Linked DNA regions of Sus scrofa: region 1 is linked to region 2. Evidence: chromatin contacts called from public HiChIP or PLAC-seq data. All regions are on one chromosome and are shown on one strand. Each heading gives the region's core, a stretch centred on a gene start, on an enhancer-like site or on the middle of the called end of the contact. The rest is flanking DNA. Distances are from core to core; before and after follow the strand shown. Region 1 holds the start of ACPT (testicular acid phosphatase). Region 2 holds the start of FAM71E1 (protein FAM71E1).

Region 1 (3,015 bases), core at 45-2,544, 220 kb before region 2:
TTGCTGTGGCTGTGGTGTAGGCTGGCAGCTACAGCTCCGATCTGACCCCTAGGCTGGGAACCTCCATGGGTGCAGTCCTAAAAAAAACTACTAAAATAAAATAAAATAAAATCCTAAAACGTACTCATCTTAGTGGATTCTATTTTTTTTTAATTTTACAAACTAGAAAATTTGCCTGAGACCACCCCACTCACAGATGCCAGAGTTGGGATTCGAATCGCCCCACTGGCCCCGGAGCAGGTGTCTCTTACTTGGCACCACTGGCAAGGGCCTCTGGGCTGCTCTCTGCTCAGCAGCTGAGACAAGACAGCAGGTGATCGCTTGATCAACACAGGCTGGGAATGTACTGTCTCGAGATGCAAAGTTGTAGCCATTCTGTGCAGAGATGGAATCCTGGATTATGAGGGCTGAGCACGTGCTTCTGTCCTCTGTATTCCAGTAACCCAGAAGTTAACTGCTTTTTGTTTTTGTTTTTTGCCACTCTCCCAGCAAGTGGAAGTTCCCGGGCCAGGGATCAAACCTGTGGCACAGCAGTGACCCAAGCCACCACAGTGACAACGCCAGGTCCTTAACCCCCTGCACCACAAGGGAACTCCCAGAAGTTAGTCCTAAAAGCAAAATGGGGAGTTCCCGTTGTGGCGCAGCGGAAACAAATCTGACTAGTATCCATGAGGAGACTGGTGCAATCCCTGGCCTTGCTCAGTGGGTTAAGGATCCGGCATTGCCATCAGCTGTGTTGTAGGTCGCAGATGTGGTTCGGAGCCCTTGTTGCTGTGGCCGTGGTGTAGGCTGGCAGCTGTAGCCATGATTCGACCCCTAGCCTAGGAATCTCCATATGTCATGGGTGCAGCCTAAAAAGCAAAAATAAAGCAAAAGAAAAGAAATAAAGTAAAATAAAATAAAAGCAAGATGGGGAGTTCCCATTGTGGCTCAGCAGGTAAAGAACCTGACTAGTATCCATGAGGATGCGGGTTCAATCCTTGGCCTCACTCAATGGGTTAAGGGTTCTGAGTTGCTGTGGCTGTGGTGTAGGCCGGTGGCTATAGCTCCAATTAGACCCCTAGCCTGGGAACCTCCATATGCCGCGGGGGCAGCCCTAGAAATAAGTAAATAAATAACTAAGTAAATAAATGCAAGACAGACAAAAAAAAAAAAAAAGACTTAGGTACCTGTCTACAAAACTCGCAGGATTGCTGGCGGAGCAAAAGCCGGGGCCTGGCGCAAGAGGGCTGTGGGAGTCACGGGCGTGTCCCTGTCCCCGTGGCCCAGAGATGGGGAAGCTGTGGCCTCTGCCCTGCTTTCTGCCATGATGACGGCTGCCCCTGCCCCCACACTGGAGACCAGGCTCTGGCAGGCTCGGTCCCACCACGGCTCTTGCATCCGACAGACCCCTTAGGAAGAAATTTTTCCTGGCCACTTCGGCTGCTCTCCTGGCCTCCAGCCTCCCCCTCCCGGCGATATTCCGGCCCTCAGAGCTGGCCTGGTGCCTCCCCGGCTCCCAGCCCTCCCACGGCTTCCCAGAGCCCCCCCAGGGCTGCAGGTCTGGACTCCCCCATCTCAAGTGTCCCCTCCATGTGGCCGTCTGCATCCAAAGGCCCCTCTTGCCCCAGGCAGCTGCCTCAAGGCCCCTCTACCCAGCATGCCCTTCTCCCGTCACCATGGCTGCCATTCTGGTCTCCCAGACGACCCCCTGGCAGGTTCTGCCCACTGGTCTTTCTCTCTCTGGCTCAGAGGCCCAGCACAGGGAGAGGGAGCCACCCTGCAGCCGAGACCCATGGCCATGAACTTTCAGGAAGTGAGGAGGGGCCCGGAGAGGGGAGGAGGGAGGGAGGGAAGGGGAGGGGTCCTGACCTCTGACCCCTCCCCCCAGAATGTGACTCTGGCCATGGCCGTGTTTACCATCCTCGCCTCCATTTACTTCTTCAACAAGGTGAGTGGCAAAGGGCCGCGGTAGCAGGCTGGGTCTCTGGCCCTATGCCCTTCCCGTGAGCATCCTGGCCGCTCTTCCTCGCTCATGTTTCTCTGTATGTCTTTTCCTCTCAGGCTCAGCAATGAGAAGACACAGGACCCCCTCATCCCAGAGCCCTGTCTCTGCCCCAACCATGACTGTGGCCTCGGAAGCCAAATAAATGTGACCGAATCAGCTCATCCTTCTCCATCCTACCTGCTTGAGGGCCAGGCTTCCGGGTCAGAGAGCAGAGGCCTGGACTCCTGGCTCTGTGGAAGGCGAGGGCTGGGGTAGGGAGCTCGACGTGCAGGTTTGTGGCTAGGCGCCCAGAGTCCAAGCTGGGTTTTGAGGGATAAGTAGGAGTCTGCCACGAGCATTTAGAGAGGCTGGAGGACATTCCAAAGGCGGATGCAAGAGAAGTTCAGATTTAGTCCTTCTCTCTGAGCCCTGGTTTTCTTCTCAGTCAGACAAAAGTGAACATCTTTTTCCAGTGGGCCCCAGAAGGCCATGGCAAGGGCAGCCTGAGATCAAAGATGTGAATGGCATTTGCAGGCTGCAAGGGGTCTGCAGTCGTCCTCTGATGTCTTGTCTCAACACATCTTTCTCTTTTCTTAGAAAACTCCTATTCAGCCTTCAAGACCCACTGTAAACACCCCTTCCTATAAAAGTGTCCAGACCTCAAGACCCGCAGTTACTGGCCCCCTCACAAACTATCTCCTCCCCATTCCCTATCTCCATCCCCAGTAGATGGAGCGCCCTGGGTGACACCCCAGCCTTTGGTTGAGCTTCATCCTTTTTTCTCACCAAATAAATAAGATGATTTTCAACTCAAGATCTAAAAAGGCAGCTTCTGGAGTTCCCGTCGTGGCGCAGTGGTTAACGAATCCGACTAGGAACCATGAGGTTGCGGGTTCGGTCCCTGCCCTTGCTCAGTGGGTTAACGATCCGGTGTTGCCGTGAGCTGTGGTGTAGGTTGCAGACATGGCTTGGATCCCGCGTTGCTGTGGCTCTGGTGTAGGCCGGTGGCTATGGCTCCGATTCGACCCCTAGCCTGGGAACCTCCATAT
Region 2 (2,937 bases), core at 153-2,652:
CCTGCAGTTCCACAGGACCCAGAGATCCGAAGACAGAGCAGCAGGGTGCAGGAAGAGCCTTATTTTCATACCCGTATCCAAACAGTGACACTTGCCCCCGATTCCACTAGGAACTGCCCATTTCATGAAAACCAGACCCCGCAAACCAGCAGAACTTCCTTTCCAAGGTCACTTTCATGCCTAGGGTCATAAATATTCATGGGCACCCTGGGCTTCCTTCCCAAGCTAATATCCAAGCGGCCTCGTTTTCACTTTAACAGCCCCAACAGCCATGAGGCCCCCGCCCCGAGTTCCACCCTAACAAGCACACGCAAGTTCCCTTCCTTTTCTCCAACTCTCCAAATTTCTCAGACGTCTGTGTCCTCCACTCTACTGCCACAAGCCCGCCGGCAACCTTGATCCAGATTTAATCCCCAAGCTAAATGCTGCGCCCTCCTCATGAATATTCATGATCCAGAACTCCTCTCCCTTCGCCTTTTTCATTTTAGCCGCCCGAGTTCTGATTCGCCAAGATTCCACCCACGTCAGAACTTCTCGAGCAGATTCACGACTGCAGATTCCTAGCCTTCGAAATGTTTAGGTTTTTTTTTTCTTTTTGGCAGCGCACGCGGCATGAGGAAGTTCTCGGGCTAGGGATCGAACCCGTGCCAGAGCAGCGACCCAGGCCGTTGCAGCGACAACGGCAGATCCTTAACCTGCTGGGCCACAAGAAAATTCCGTTCAAATGTTAAAGATCTTGCCCCAACCTTCTCTTTCGGAATAGTCTCGTATTCACCGCACCGAACACCCGTCCGCACCCCCCCAAAAAAAACAACCCCAACCGAGCCCCGCCCCCTCATGCATATTCACTAACTAGTATCTTCCTAATTATCCTCTCACTTTCTCCCAGTCCTGCGGCCTCGGGCATGCACCTCGGGACCGCTTTCCCGGGTTTGCAACCTTGTCTTCCCTCAGCCCAGCGCAGCCTCGCTCCCACCATAACCGACCTAAAAGCCCGAGACACACAATTTCCGTCAGGCTCCGTGCTCCGTGCAGAGCGAATAAGCACTCACCCCCCGCACAGAGGCCCCGGACCTGCAACCACTACCCCTCGCCCGGCTGGGGGCTGCTGCAGCCATCACCAAGAGCAGCAGCAGCCGAGTAGCCCCAGCGCGGGCCCCGGCCATTTCGGCCCTTTCCCACCAGGCACCGGGCAGGAGTGAGCCGGGAGCCGCGGAGCACGCCGGGAAAAACGGGCCGCACCTCGTCGCCCGTGCGCCTGCGCCTTGCGTCGGCGCACTAGCGCCCGCCGTTACCGGGCAGAACGTCAGCGGAGCGGCCTCCGCTCCATCCGGGTCTCTGGGCACCTCCCCTGGATGACGCTACAGTCGCGGACGGCTTCTCCGTGACGTAGTCAAACCCCGTCCGCTGCGTTGTGACGTCACAGAGCCTACGGCCCCGCCCCCCTATTTTCTCCGAGGGCGCCTCCCTGCGTTTCCTCTAAGGGGCGGGGCGTTGCGATGAAACCAGTGCACCAGCCTAAGCCCGCCCCTGGTGGAGCCGGTGAGGCGGGACTAGGTGGGATGGCAGGTGAGAGGCGGAGCCGGGCCTGGAGGGGTTGGACCGGGTGAGGGATGGGGACTGCGATGCGGAGACCGCTAGCCCGAAACCCCCTATCCTCAGCGCGGGGTGGCCCGGGCCCTACCAGCTGGAGGGCCCCGGCGCAGGCTCTTGGAATAGACCTGAGAACTTCGCTGCCCCTGTAGAACGCCCCCTGTTTCCAGCCTGCCCCACGGGCCGGCCCGGGCGGCTCCAACGCCATCTCCTGAGCGGCGAGTTCGACCAGCTGCGAGACTTCCCCATCTTTGAGAGCAACTTCGTGCAGGTGTGAAGACCCAGGACCCTCCTAGCGCAAGCCTGAACCCCGATCTCCTGCCTTAGGGAACCTCTGTTCTCCCTGCTTCTGATCACTCCCCCATCACGCCCATCTCCTGAGATTCCTGACTGACACACACACACACACACACCACACACACACACACCACACCCCCGCCACGCCAGTACCTCCAAACCTGGCCTCTGATTCCCTGGGTCCAGTTTCCAGGCCTTCATATCCATATGACTCTTGACCTTTGACCCCTTGATTTGGTGGTTAACTTCCTTGGTTCCTTGAACCATAAACCTACCCAAATTCCTGCCCCCCATCTATCCAGCTTCTAACCTCTGACCCCCGGCCCCAGGTGACCCGGTTAGGAGAAGTTGCCAACAAGGTCACCATGGGGGTGGCAGCCTCCAGTCCAGCCCTGGAACTTCCAGACCTGTTGCTGCTGGCCGGCCCTGCCAAGGAGAACGGATGCCTGCAGCTCTTCGGGTGACTGCCCCCACCCCGGCCTAGACCTCTTCCTTCCCCAGCTCTGGGCATCCTAGGCCCCCTGCAGCACCTTCTTCCACCCAGACGACCCACGAGGGCTGCCAGCCCTCTCCAGGCTACTGTCCACCTGGAGAACAAGGACAGGGCCATCCAACAGGGGCCGGAAATCAGGGATGGATAGACAGGAGGGGGACAGCCCTCAGTCACACCCTGGCAGGGTCAGGAGAATGACCACTTATGCAGCACTTACTGCATGCCAGGTGTCCCCTGGACCACATGCATAGTCCCACCTCTGACCTCATAGTCTCGTATAATGGGGCCCCTCAGCCCAGTGCTCCAAAAAGAAACCCTGAGTCCCAGAGAGGGGAGCCACTTGCTCAGCACCCTGTGGTAGGTCAGAGGTGGAGTCTTGAGTTCCCGTGCCACATGCCACACTACCCCTTCAGGGTTTTGTGTTTTTTTGGCTGCACCTAGGGCATGTGGAAGTTCCTGGGCCAGGGATCAAACCTGAGCCACAGCAGCAACCAAGGCCGCAGCAATGACAACATGAGATCCTTAACCCCCTGCACCACAGGGAACTCCCAGGT

What was found. HiChIP or PLAC-seq counts read pairs in DNA pulled down with a chosen protein or histone mark.
Region 1: a contact with region 2 is called in an H3K27ac HiChIP or PLAC-seq map of alveolar macrophages. The contact joins the promoter of ACPT here to the promoter of FAM71E1 in region 2. A contact is called at or near these places in 10 of 47 Hi-C or Micro-C datasets (embryonic fibroblasts, epiblast stem cells, fetal liver and 5 more) and 1 of 2 datasets of contacts at active chromatin or transcription factors (alveolar macrophages).

Annotation. Positions count from the first base shown.
Region 1 is chr6:55,533,685-55,536,699 of Sscrofa11.1, reverse strand. It overlaps ACPT (testicular acid phosphatase), which reads right to left and starts at 1,294. Exons shown (of 13, transcript XM_013998709.2): 1 at 1,170-1,294.
Region 2 is chr6:55,314,734-55,317,670 of Sscrofa11.1, reverse strand. It overlaps FAM71E1 (protein FAM71E1), which reads left to right and starts at 1,402. Exons shown (of 5, transcript XM_005664786.3): 1 at 1,402-1,569; 2 at 1,746-1,864; 3 at 2,220-2,350. The coding sequence starts at 1,500. It overlaps EMC10 (ER membrane protein complex subunit 10), which reads right to left and starts at 1,287. Exons shown (of 7, transcript XM_003127366.5): 1 at 1,053-1,287. The coding sequence starts at 1,166.